Linked DNA regions of Sus scrofa: regions 1, 3 and 4 are each linked to region 2. Evidence: chromatin contacts called from public Hi-C and HiChIP or PLAC-seq data. All regions are on one chromosome and are shown on one strand. Each heading gives the region's core, a stretch centred on a gene start, on an enhancer-like site or on the middle of the called end of the contact. The rest is flanking DNA. Distances are from core to core; before and after follow the strand shown. Region 1 holds the start of TRAM1 (translocating chain-associated membrane protein 1). Region 2 holds the start of NCOA2 (nuclear receptor coactivator 2). Region 3 overlaps NCOA2 (nuclear receptor coactivator 2). Region 4 holds the start of LACTB2 (lactamase beta 2).

What was found. A called contact is a pair of places that touch in the nucleus more often than the background predicts. HiChIP or PLAC-seq counts read pairs in DNA pulled down with a chosen protein or histone mark.
Region 1: a contact with region 2 is called in an H3K27ac HiChIP or PLAC-seq map of alveolar macrophages. The contact joins the promoter of TRAM1 here to the promoter of NCOA2 in region 2. A contact is called at or near these places in 5 of 47 Hi-C or Micro-C datasets (blood, embryonic fibroblasts, heart right ventricle and 1 more) and 2 of 2 datasets of contacts at active chromatin or transcription factors (alveolar macrophages and skeletal muscle).
Region 3: a contact with region 2 is called in an H3K27ac HiChIP or PLAC-seq map of alveolar macrophages. The contact joins the enhancer-like site here to the promoter of NCOA2 in region 2. A contact is called at or near these places in 1 of 5 promoter capture datasets (liver), 12 of 47 Hi-C or Micro-C datasets (alveolar macrophages, brain, embryonic fibroblasts and 5 more) and 2 of 2 datasets of contacts at active chromatin or transcription factors (alveolar macrophages and skeletal muscle).
Region 4: a contact with region 2 is called in a Hi-C map of embryonic fibroblasts, with 2.9 times the contacts expected there. The contact joins the promoter of LACTB2 here to the promoter of NCOA2 in region 2. A contact is called at or near these places in 1 of 5 promoter capture datasets (liver), 4 of 47 Hi-C or Micro-C datasets (alveolar macrophages, embryonic fibroblasts, heart right ventricle and 1 more) and 2 of 2 datasets of contacts at active chromatin or transcription factors (alveolar macrophages and skeletal muscle).

What each region holds. Positions count from the first base shown.
Region 1 is chr4:64,766,976-64,770,221 of Sscrofa11.1, reverse strand. TRAM1 (translocating chain-associated membrane protein 1) reads right to left here and starts at 1,622. Exons shown (of 11, transcript XM_001924618.6): 1 at 1,242-1,622. The coding sequence starts at 1,364.
Region 2 is chr4:64,952,923-64,956,054 of Sscrofa11.1, reverse strand. NCOA2 (nuclear receptor coactivator 2) reads right to left here and starts at 1,794. Exons shown (of 23, transcript NM_001114275.1): 1 at 1,682-1,794.
Region 3 is chr4:65,208,069-65,211,261 of Sscrofa11.1, reverse strand. It overlaps NCOA2 (nuclear receptor coactivator 2), which reads right to left. Exons shown (of 23, transcript NM_001114275.1): 12 at 1,951-2,161. Among named protein-coding and RNA genes, the nearest start is that of PRDM14, 64 kb to the left of the region's middle. Within about 2 kb of position 1,806, at least 29 of the 83 cell types and tissues checked have an H3K27ac peak or open chromatin away from gene starts, as enhancers often do. A contact at or near this core is called in alveolar macrophages, brain, liver and 1 more, where this site is marked.
Region 4 is chr4:64,708,946-64,712,135 of Sscrofa11.1, reverse strand. It overlaps LACTB2 (lactamase beta 2), which reads right to left and starts at 1,359. Exons shown (of 7, transcript NM_001243410.1): 1 at 1,176-1,359. The coding sequence starts at 1,297. All of the region lies in intron 2 of XKR9 (XK-related protein 9), which reads left to right.

The DNA of each region.
Region 1 (3,246 bases), core at 373-2,872, 190 kb after region 2:
AATCGATATCTAGATCCAGAAAAGCCTATTTGAAGAGAAGCAAAAATAAAATATAAAGTTACCTAATAAGAACCTTAAAAAAAAAAACCCACCTAAAAACTATATTCATCTTTTGGCTGTCTCATTCCACTAGTTTTTTTTTCATGAATTCTTAATGTCACTCATCAAATATTTTGTAAGCACCTCCTACATCCCAGGCCCTATTCTAGACGCTGGAGATTAAGATAAAAAAAATTTTTTTTTCTGCCCTTCCAGGAAGCGCGCGGGGGGGGGCCACAATAAATAAGTAAAATCGTGTATTTGATGGGGCACAAGAGCTAGAGAAAAATTAATTAAAATGAGAAAGAAAATAAGGAATGGGCGTGTGCATTGGGGAGCGAGGCAAAGAAAGCCGTAGGATGTTACACGCTCACCCTGCAAAGTTTATTACCCACATTCAACAGCTGTTAAGTAAGTCATCACAATACTCGATACGTGGGAAGAGAATTTACACACTCCTGACATTTCCATCCTCTCCTACTTCAAGAAACAAAAAGAAAATTATTCGACTCCTCGGCACTGCTATTCAAAACCCCGATTTCTCGACCAGACTTTGCTTCTTTACGGAAAGAGCAAAAAGTCGGGGCAAAAAGTTCGATCACTGGTAACAATACCAGTTTGCGAGATGGGAGTTAAAACAATCCCGCAGCGGTCACTCGCTGCCCCGCGGCCACCGCCCTTCCACTGGGCTGCGGACGCCCGGCTCGGTCCGTCTCACCCCAAACTCCGTGCTACGGCGGCCCCCGCCCCAGGCACCGGGCGCTCCCCGGCCCCCGGGGCCTGGCCAGCCCGCCGCGCCGGCCATTCCCCAGCCCGCCCACCGCCCGCAGCCAGCTCGGCGCTCAGGGGCCGCCCCCGCCGCCCGCCGGCCCCTCGCCGGCTGCCACGTAACCCTTCGCGGGAACCAGGAACTGCGCGGCGCGGCCGGCGGGAGGGGGCGGCGGCGGCGGCGGGAGGGAGGCGTGCACCGTGGCCGAGGGGGCGACCCGGCGGCCCCGACCCCTGCAGGCGGGAAGGCGGCGGCCAGGCCCCCGGGGCCGCGGAGCCCCAGGCCGGGGCGGGGCAGGCCCGCTCCTCCCGGCCGGGCGGCCGGCACCTCCCCGCGGCTGGGGTCCCCCCCAGTCCCGGGCCGAAGGGCTGAGCTGGCAGGCGGGGCCCGGGGAGGGGGGCGGAGGGGCGGTTAGGGAGCGGGCCGGGCTCACCTCGAACATGAGCCCCAGCAGGAAAACCATCGCCATACAGGAGACGATGTCCGCGTGATTCTGCAGGACGAATTCGTGGCTCAGGACCGGGGGGCTCTTGGTGCTCTTCTTGCGAATCGCCATGGTGAAGCCGCCGCCCGTGCCTGCAGGTGCTCCGCCCCGGCTCCGCTCTTCCCAGCTGCTCACCGACTCGCCGCCGCCGCCTCCCCCTGGCTGCTCCTCACAGCCCCGCCGCTGCCGCTCGCTGGGGCTTCACTTCCCATCCCACAGCCAGTACGCAGCCGCCGGGGCCGCCCGGAAAAAAAAAAAAAAAAAAAAAGTAAAACCGAGCCCACACTGAAAGCGAGCATGCGCAGTGGGGAGGCGGCGCTCACTCGTGCTGCGGCCGCCCCTGCGAGTCCGCAGCGCCGCCTAGGGGCCGGAGGCCGTCCGCCCGTGGCCGGGGAGTGTAAAGGAACCTGAGCCGCGCCTCCTGTGCTCCGCTCCAGGGCGGGGGTTGGGAGTCGTTTGGGGCGCGAGCAGGAGGCTTAACTGGCTGAGTCCGCGGCAGGGTCCGAGGGCGGCCACGTGCTGTGGCGTGCAATGCAGCCCATCTGCCTTCCCGCCTTCCTGGCCACCCAGCGCTTGGGTGTCACTGCTTGCTTCCACCCTATCACGTCTTGAAAGCCACTGCCACAGTCACGATAATCTAAACATATGACTACGGCTGAACTACACGAGGGTAGGCACATTCTTCTGTTTTAGCATCTGCCTTAAATATTAACTTCAGAGTTATTTTAAACACTCCTGAGTTCTTTCTCCTGATCCTGGTAGGCTTGAGTTAGTTTTTTAAAAAGAGCAATTCCTATTTGGTCTCACCTACCCATCCCCCATCCCCATCTCCCAATAGCAATCCAACTGAAGACGAGATCAGTTTGGGTTTACTTGCTTCGAACTTATTAACAACACTTCTTGGTAACCTAGGGAGGTGATTTTTAAAAAGTTTGAGGAAGAGACATGTCCTCTTCTTCCATGTTTCTGCCCCAAACAAGATTCCTTTGTATTCTTTCTTCCGATGAGCTATACTGCTATTTACCGATTTGCCAAATCTAGAAACCACAGTCATCCTAGACTAATCCCTTCCAGCATCCTTCCATGTCCAAACTATTACCACTCTGACCACTTCCCCCTTCCCAGTGCTGCAGCCTCGGGGGGGGGGGGGGACTCATCTCTCACCTGTGATATTACAACTCTGGTGAATCCCTTAGTGGGTTAAGAAGGTGAGTATTTTAATCAGAATTCTGTCACTTATTACCCTCATGATCATAGGCTCAATTTCCTCATTTATTAAGGTATTCAAAAATATTTATTGGGCATCTACCATGTGCTAAGGAACTGAAGGAAAAAGACAAATGAACCTATTCTTATGGGCTTTCATTCTAGAATGGGAAGAGGATCTTTTTTATTATTTATTTATTTATTTATTGTCTTTTCTAGGGCTGCACCTGTGGCATATGGAGGTTCCCAGGCTAGGGGTTGAATTGGAGCTGTAGCCCCCGGCCTATACCACAGCCACAGCAATGCCAGATCCAAGGCGCGTCTGCGACCTACACCACAGCTCACGGCAATCCTGGATCCTTAACCCACTGAGTAAGACCAGGGATCGATCCCGCAACCTCATGGTTCCTAGTCATATTCTTTAACCACTGAGCAATGATGGGAACTCCGGGAAGAGGGTCTTTAAACAAGATGTAAAAAGTGAAACATATGTAAAATTGAGCTGAGGGTCTTGGAGAAAAATAAAGCAAGGGAAAGTGTGGGGAAGTTGCATTTGCCTGAAGACCTGAAGAAGTGAAGGAGCAAACAATAAAAAGATATCACCAATAAAAAGGGGATAATTGTAATACCTCTTCTAGTGATTAAATGAGATGATTCAAAGAAAGTGATAAGTAGAAATTTAGGACTCTATAAATATTAGCAATTGGAGTTCCCTGGTGGCTCAGCAGGTTAAGGATCCATCACTATC
Region 2 (3,132 bases), core at 545-3,044:
GGATGGACAAGAGTGGATAGCTCTTGGCGTCTCCATGACTCCCCCGCCCAGCCTGCAACTCCGCTCTAACTGGTCGGGGAGAAGCCCCGCCCCCTTCCTTCCTCTGGTGCTCACGATTGGCTTACCGACACCCGGCAGGTCAGTTCCCCGCCTTCGATTGGCTCATTGCCCCATCAGTCACACGCAGCGAGAATCGGGTCGGTGGGAGGGGAAGGCGTTGGAATAGGTGGAGTGGGAGTGGGATTAGAGGACGAGGTGGCGGAGGAGGGTGCTCAGGCTCGGTCCCCGGTTTGGGAAAGTTTCCCCTATCAGTGACAGACCCGGACGGCGTAAGGCCCAGTCCAGGTCCGAGCGGGTGCCAGGAGCTCAGGTCCCCGATTCCCGCCCCTCGGTCCCGCAGGCCCCGGAAACCACTAGGGGGAGGGGGAAGAGGGAGGGACCAGCTAACCAGGGACCGACCCACCCCCGATCTCGAAGAGGCGCCTCCGGGACTCCCCGGAGGGGTGGGGGGCGGGGAGCTCCAGCGCGCAGCGACGACCCTGGCCACCTCCCCCAGGAGCCCCCAGAGGCCCGAGACAGAAGTGTCCCCGGGTCCGGGGCGTGACCGTCGCGAGCCGGCCGGGAGGGCCCCTCCCGCTTCCCGCCTGGGCCCTGAGGGCCTGTCCCTTCAGGGGCGGGGAGAAGGGGAAGAGAAAAGGGGGCGCTGGAGAGCCAACCCGGAACCTCCCGGACCGCCTCCCGCCCCCAGCCCCGGCCCCTGCGCGCCTCCGGCACACACGCCCGCACCCAGAAAGTTAAGTCAGAGGCGAGCCCGGCTCGGCGCCGCCGCGGTCCGGCCCCCGGCTCCCCGCCCCCACCGCAGCCCGGCCTGCTCGGCCAGAGCGCGCCGCCCGCCCCGCCCGCCGCAGCTCCTTCCCGTCCGCCTGAGGCGCGCGTTGCCCCTCGGCCCCCGCCCCCGGCGCTGACACTGGCCGGGCCCGGCCGCCGGGCCGCGGATCCCATCCTCCCGGCGTCTCACCCCGCCGGCCGCCCCTGACGCGACGCTTCACCTTCACACACCCCCGAGCACTTCCCCAGTCCTGCCTCCCCTCGCCCAGCTCCCACCCCGCGCTGCAGTCGCCCCGTGTTTCCATGAAAGAATGCACCTTCTCGGGCTTCACCTTCCCGTCTCTGTCTGGCATTCCCCGAGGGCGCAGGAGCCGCGGTCCTCGCCGACCCCGCACCGGGCAGGGCGGCGGGCGCCTGGCTCCGCTGGAGGGGGCCGCACCCGCGCACCCGGCCTCCCCGCTGTGCCTGGGCTCTCACCTCTCGCCGGCGCCGCCGGCTGCAGCCTCCGCCCGCCTCGCGCTCCGGGACTCGTCTCCCAAGCTCTCGCAAAGCGCTGGAGTGCCTCCTTTCTCTCCCAGGGACTCCGCGTCTCCCCGCCGCTTCCCGCCCTCCCCACCCCCCAAGCCCCAACTCCCCAGCTTCGCGGTGCCTCCGGGATGCAACTCCCGTCGTCCGCGAACCAAGGCAGCGGTCCCCGCACACAAAACAGCCCTCTCGGCCGCGCACGGCTCCGCACGGCTCAGCCCGGCTCCGCGCAGGAAGGGCAGTCGCAGCCGGGGGTGGGGACGCGGCGCCCCCCGCCCGCCGCCCGCCTCCCTCCCGCCCTCGCGGCCCCCAGGGAAGGCGCGGTTACCGGCTCGGGTCGGTCACGCCGTCAGGTGCCGGCTGCCGTCGGCGCTGACCTTCGCTGCCGAAGCTGTGGCTGAGGCTGCGGCCGCCATGTTCCCGTGTTAATAACTGCTGCCTGGTTGTTTATTTCAATGGAGATCCTCCCCCAACTCCCTCCTCCTCCTCCTCCTCCTCCGCGTCTCCGCACTTGCCGAAAGACACAGACCGCGCGAGCTCGCGAGCAGGGGAGGGGGCTCGGGAGCCAGGCCGTCCCTCCCTCCTCCTCCCTGGCCGTGGCCGCAGCAAGTCCTGTCACTGGGGAAAGGATGGGGCGGAAACTTGCCTCCCGCGCCCCCGGGGAAGGGGCAAAGGTGGACGGAGGGTTCTCCTGGGGGCAGACCCTGGCCGCGGAGTCCGCAGCATCTCCGTCGGCGGAGTCCTCTGAGAAGGCGACCCCGAGGAGAGGTGAAGAGTGAGGAGAGAAGGGAGAGAGGACAAAATGGGACTGTGGTGGTAAAGGGAGGGTGGCCTATGGGTGACTGGAAGTGAAGGGAGAGTAAACAGATGACTCCATGGGAGGGCAAAGGGCAGTGCCAAAAAGGAAAGAGAACGGATGGGACAGGCCGGGGCTGCAGAGTGGAGGCAGTGGGATCTTGAGGCTGCAGACAGCGGAGAAGATGCCCCCGCGCGAAGATCGTGGAGAGCCCAGTACCAGGCTCGCCCGGATGGAAGCCTCCCGCCCGTGCTCCGGCCGGGCCCCTGTGCCAGCAGCCTGCACCCTAGGGCGCACCTCGCACGCACCGCGTCTCCTGCTGCGCCCTAGAGGAGCCTTCCTCCATCAGTTCTCCCTTGGTTCCCAAGAGAGCAGGCTTCTCCCGCTGAAGCCTTATCTCAAGAGGGGGTGGAGGGGTGCGACGGTGTGGGGCGAGCTTAAAAGGATGCCACCCAGCAACTGCATGATAAAGCAAAAGTACACACAGTGCACAGGCTGACCTCGTTGAGCATTTTCCTCGCGACCTGAAACAAAAGTTTTTTACTGCAAAGTCCACTTTTTAGACATCAGAAAGTGATGCTGGGGGGATGCAGAAGAGTTGCGCTGAAAATTCCAGGAGAACCCACATTCAAATATTATTTGAATCAGTTTTATGCCTTGGAAAAAGCAAGTTCTTCTCAACCTAGATACAATTAGTCGGAAAAAATGAGCAACATTTGTTTTACAAATTTCCTTATTTTTAACCTTAAAATAGACAGGTCACTTGCCATTGACAATAATAGTGTTTATTGAACACTTACTTTGTGTATGACACTACGCTGAGTGATTCTCAAGCCTTTTATAAAGTAATTACTATTTTTAGCCTTCACCCAAAAAAAAAAAAGAAAGAAAGAAAGAAAACTGAAGCAAAGAAGTAATTTGCCTGGGGTCATACAGCCATTAAGCTGGAGAGATTTGAGCCCAGTTCTGGCAGACTCCAAAAC
Region 3 (3,193 bases), core at 557-3,056, 260 kb before region 2:
GGAAATTAAAATCTTTAAATGTGAACTCTACTATTTGAAGTTGGTATTAAAGCTTTAGGACCCTGTTAAATTTCCTAAACATAGCTTTTTAAAATTTCCAGATACATTTATATTTGAAATGATTATAATGGTCCATTCACAAGAATTTACTGGGGAGTAAAAACTACACCAGCATACTATACTATGACATAGTTAACCAGTAATTTGACAACAATGACTTTAAAAGTACAAAGCTACTATAAATTAGAATCCAAAGAGCTAGTACATTAAACAATACCAAGTACGTTATTTTCTCTGAATTATTTAAACACAGAATGAAAGAGAACATTTAAAATGTATTAGAGTTCTTAACAGTCAATACCAGAAATAAAATATTAGAAGAATTAGGGTTTGGAATGAGAATTATGCACATGCTTAATCTGACTTCCTCAGGTTTAGTGATCTGGTTACCATTCAATAGTCTGAATACCATCAGGAGGTACAAACAGAGGAGAAGCCATTAAACTCCCTATGGCATTTTGTTTTTATTTTTGCTTTTTAGGGCCGCACCCTTGGCATATGGAAGTTCCCAGGCTAGGGGTCAAATCAGAGCTGTAGCCGCCGGCCTACTAAGCCAAAGCTCAGGGCAACGCCAGATCCTTAACCCATTGAGCGAGGCCAGGGATTGAACCCGAAATCTCATGGTTCCTAGTTGGAATTGTTTCCACTGTGCCACGATGGGAACTTAAAACTCCCTACTGTGTTTCTTCCTCACCTCTCAACTCTCTGACTCATGGGCCACAAGGAACCCTCCATTCCCTAAGAAATAGGCAGGTTGAGAGAGAAGCAAAAACCCTTATTTTGCTTTACCTTTTTCTGAATGATCAGGATTCACTTTTCTTTTTTAGGGCTGCACCCACGGCATATGGAGGTTCCCAGGCTAGGAGTCTATTCAGAGCTGTTGCTGCCGGCCTACGGCACAGCCACAGTAAAGAGGGATCAGAGCCATGTCTGCGACCTACATCACAGCTCATGGCAACACTGGATCCTTAACCCACTGAGCGAGGCCAGGGATTGAACCTGCAACCTCATGGCTCCTAGTTGGATTCATTTCCACTGCACCACAATGGGAACTCCAGCAATCACTTTGAGAAAGGAACCATTAATTAAAGCTATTTTGGAATTTGGTTGATGGTTGCCGTTTCTCCTTTGAGAAATGGGTCAAATTGGTTCTGAAGAGGGAAAGATCATTCTGCTTACCAATTTAACACAGAGGTTCTCTGTCTTTCTAACTACGTCCCTGGAGCAGGAAAGGTATTTTCTTCCACTCAAAACTATGGGACAACATGAGGTGACTATCAAGTTATGCAAACTAAGTGTTCAGTGTTCATAGTAAAGAAAGACTTCTTAAGCTTACAAAAATATCCAAATAAAAATAAACAATAAAAATGTACTATATAACAGTCTAAAGTCTTCCAGCTTTATAGTCCACTAAATGTAACATGTACTTAGAAAACATTTATCTATAATAGATTTCCATGTACAACTGCTATTTATAGGAGAATTCCTAAGAGATAATATTCTGATACAAATTTTTAGTAGTATATTATTCCTAAAAAGTCAGCATAACTTTCTAAGTTTCTGTATTTTAAATATTCAGCCATATCTTAAGATACAGAAAATCTTTTTTAACTGTAACAAAGGGAACTATAACAATCATCTGAAGAACTTTATATATGCAGGTCAGCCTCATTCCATGCTGATTAAATTAACCACAAGCGCCTGCAGCAAGGCCAAGCTCACCAGAATCAGCCTGAATATTGTTTTGATGGGCTAGGACGGTAGATGGTGCTATTTGACCATAAAAACCTTGAAGTGACTAAGCTGTTTGCATCAGATTTTAATAATCCCTGTTTCTGATGGTGATTACATGGGAATTTCTTGGCATAACCATCAATATCTCATACTCACTGCTCTGTGAAATTCGCAATGCTGTTTTCTGGGCTCCAACAGGTGTAACGGGGCTGTTTTCAGCTGTGAGTTGCATGAGGTCATTGATGATGGCTTGCTTGTCAACTGATCCAGCAGGGGCGCCTGGCCTCGTGTCTGGGAAAAGCTGTGGTAATTGACTATTCTGCAAATCATCCAAAATCTCCTCCAAGTTGTCCAGCTCACTGCCAGGCTGCGGTTAACAAACAGAAGAGTTTATCCAGGCCTAAGCTAAGAGTGGGTGCCGCACTCCTATTTCTAATTACAGACCTAAGGCCAAGGAAAAGATGCAGACGCGTGCATACCTCAGACCTAACAGTTAAGTGATCATCGTAAAAAAAATTAAATTGACAAAGGACAAATACTTTGATCTCTTGGTCCTCAGTTTCTTCAGGTGTAAAAATAGAGCTGACTGAATTAGAAGGAAAGCTCTCTCCTAGTATTGTGAGTCACTGGCAACTTATAAAATCCCCTTTATTTTGTGCTAGTGGTTCAATTCATCATGAGTACGTGTATTTCTAATAAAGTAAGAGTGGACCTTACAGACAAGGTTTTGTGGTTAACAATCCCTAAGAAATAACAACAACAAATTGGTAGAAAGTAGGATGCCAATTTACACCAAATCAGTATTAGTAAATGGTCATTTTAGAACTTTCTTTTTCTTTTTAACAGCAAGGGGGAAAATGCACAATAGGCTTGCAGTAACCCTGAATAGCTCAGCACTGCCTTTTCACTTTGAGTGGTGTTTTTTTCCTGCTTACACTTTCAGTTTCGAATGACACTGAAAACCAGTCACTTACCAGCTTAGGTGACAAATGTAGGGAAGCAGGATAAAAGCAGGCTGCCCCCAAACATAGCATCTAATAATCTGACTTTATAGAAGCCATAAAAATCCTTCTTAGGGCTTTTTCCTTTATTAGGATAGCTTCCTTTCAATTACCAACGTTCAAATAATAAGTTAGCTATCTCCACTACTTCACATCTAGCACTTTTGTTCTGGAGAGCTCAATTGAATTTATGGTCTTTTAAGTAGTATCTCTCTATGTACCAAGTATTTAAAAATCAGACGGTGCCAACCACATAGGTAAATAGCTAAAGTTAAATGCCAGGAGTTCTTTCTAGTGCAAAGAGTGGTTAAGAGTGATTCTCCTGATGTGTGTAAAACACAAGTTAGGCAATTTCCCCAAAGTCACTGGATGGACTTTGAATCCTTGACCATGACTAA
Region 4 (3,190 bases), core at 110-2,609, 240 kb after region 2:
CAGAACCAGCCATCTGTTTCATCGCTGGAAGAAAAGCTGGATGTGTTGAGCTTATTGAGAGACAATACCCTGATCTCCAACACAGTGTTTTCCTGAGAGACTTTCTAGGGTAATTTTGACTCTATGTAATTCCATCTTAGGTACTGACTTTAGGACTCTTTTAAGACATGCTGAAGAGGGAAGAGCTCACTTATGGCCTTCCTGGTGTGAGGAGTCCCAGCTAACTCAGACTCTATGTTAGATATCAGGTATTTTTCCCACTTAATTTTCTATCCTCCAAGATTCTCAAGACATCCTTTCACTCTGACCTTGCCTTGTTTACCCTGGACTTAACCTTTTGCCTGCTTGACTGGCAGTACTTCCAGACACACTGTCTGGCTGCTCCTAAAATTCTGATTTACTGGAAGATGGCAAATAGAGTAGGGCCTTCAAATGAAAACCCAATATACTATACCTAAGCTGTTTTTTAGTAATCGACTATATTTTACCAACTGTAACATGTCTCCACTGAACAATTACATTCTGGGCTCGAGGGGAACTACACCTTATTTTTATTTTTTGTTATCTAGAGTATGCTAAAAAGTACTACAAAAATATTGCTCAGTGCACGTATTGTGCAGTAAATTACATCTTCCCGTTTCTACATAATTCCACTAAAACAGAATGCATCTAACAAAAGAAAAATCTTAAAAGTACAGATTATTCCATCCGCAAAATAAATAAGGCCACACATTAATAACAAAACAAAGTTAGCTCCTCTTTCCCAAAGGTTAAGGGGCTCTTTCGAGTTTCAGACTTGAATTTGAAGCAAGAAAACTCTGCCCTCTGCTGCTGAGTTAAGCAAAAGGCCTCAGCACCACCAATCCCTCAGGCGAGAAGTTACACTCTGCACCCAACACCAGTAAAATTCAGAAGGTGAGCAAACGCTTCCAAGCATTCTTAGCAATTCCAGGCGATCCTAGTTTCTCAACAGCTTAAACACGCTTTCATGGCATTCAACATCAAGCAGAGTAAATTGTGTCTCAAAAACAGGAAGTTTTTTTTTTTTTTTTTTTCTTTTCATTAGCCATTTGCAAGTTAGAGAGTTGACCCACCCGCGGCCAGCAGCCATCCCAGCCCCAGCTCCATGCTTCCCGCCGGCCGTTGTGTATGATTGGGGAAGAGGGGACATTTACCTGGGGCCGGTCCCCACCAAGTAGGTGTTGGTGCCCTGCAGAGTCATGGGACCCGGGTTACAGCCCAGGACGCGAATCACCCGACTGGACAGCCGTTCAATGCGCTGCAGGACAGCAGCCATATCTACCACTGCCGCTTACTGGCACGGGGCTGGCAGGCCGGCTGGGGTGCGCACCAAGCAACAAGGCCAGGGGCGGGGCCAGTGGTCGCGTGACACCGCTCTCGCTGATAGGAAGAGGGAACGGTCGCGGCGCAGGGGCGGGGCCAGAGGCCACGTGACGCCGCGTGCTTGGAGCGGGAGGGGAAATCGGAGGATTGCGGGGGCGGGGTCAGTGGTCACGTGGCGCTGCCCGGGTTTCACAGGCAGCGGCGCGGGGGAGTTCACTGGCTCGAGCCGCTAAGCGCGAGGAGCCGTGAGGTGAGGCTGGATTTCGGCCCGCGGCCGCCTGCCCCAGAGATTGGTACCTTCGCGGGAGTCTGTGTCCAGGCAGGCGAGTTCATCTGAGTGCAGGAGAGACATTTTAACCTGGGAAGTCTTGTGATGAAACAAGGGGCAGGCAGGTCTGGGGTTAGTTATTGGCTAGTAAATCCCAGGAGGCTCGCTCGAGGGGTTCACAGGCGAGGGTGGGGTGTGAGGAGTAACCTTTTATAAGAAATAGCAGTAACGGGCAGGGAAACAATATTTTCTGCGAAGAGCTAGACTTCGAGACAGATTTAAAGCATGTGTGGGATTAGCTGAATAGTTTCAGCAGCTTGGGCCAGAATGAAACGGCTTCCAAGCGAATCCTCTCGAAGAGCTTCTGGGATGGTAGAAAACTAAGTTTCTTTGAAAGGAGTCAGTGAAGCCCAGGTTTGACTGGGTTCCACCGGAATCCTATACCAGGTGGACAGGCACGGAAATGATCGATGCATAATCCAGAACCTTCACCAGAATTACACCCCCCCCATAAAAAAACCAAAAAAAAAAAAAAAAACCCTCCCAATAAAAACGCCCCACAGAAGAAATAGCAATAACGATGGTTTTTTTTTTTTTAAGCGCTTACTATTGTGATGTTTTTTACAGCCACTACCTCATTTCATCTTCACAACATGAGGAAAGCATTATTTTATTTTATTTTATTTATTTTATTTTATTTTATTTATTTTATTTTATTTTATTTCTCATTTTCTAAACGGAGGTTTGGAGTTTTGTCTGGGTGGCAGAGTTTTGTGAATCCAGCCCTGAGTCTGAAGCCTTGTTCCCTCAACCTGCAAACACCCGCCCCCATCCCAGCAGGTGCAGGGAGCTTGTGTCTGCCTCCTTCAGCCACTCAACCACCCAGAGAATTCGGGCGGCCTCTTGGCCGGAGGCTGTGCCCAAGACAAAAGGGACCTCTGTAAGGAGGTTTTTTTCCTAGTTTGCTGAGCATTAACTGCCTCCGTATGAATTAGCCCTTCGCATTGAAAAAAGAATCCAGTTACACTTTACCTAAAAGAAAATGCGCAGATTCCATGATCAGTTTCATTCAGTTAGGGCAATTGTATGTAACCACCACCCCAAAAGATAACGTATCAGCTATCCCAGCCCACCAATTTTTTCAAAACAAGTTAGAAATTGACGCATTAGATGCTTGTGGTTCTAAGGTTTAGGACATACACTTTTTTTTTTTTTTTTTGGCCTGGGGGCTTGTGGAGTTCCCAGGCCAGGGGTCAGATCCGAGCCTCTGTTGCAATGCTGGCTCTTTCCTGGACCACTGTATCCCAGTGCTCCCAGGACGCTGCCGATCCCATTGTGCCACAGTAGGAACTCCTAGGACATTTTTTTTTTTTTTTTTTTTTTTTTTGCTTTTTAGGGCCACATCTGCGGTATATGGAGGTTCCCATGGTAGAAGTCGAATCCGAGCTACAGCTGCCGGCCTACACCACAGCTACAGCAACACCAGGTCCCAGCTGTGTCTGCGACCTACATACACCATAGGTCGTGGCAACGCGGGATCCTTAACCCACTGAGTGAGACCAGGGATGGAACTGCATT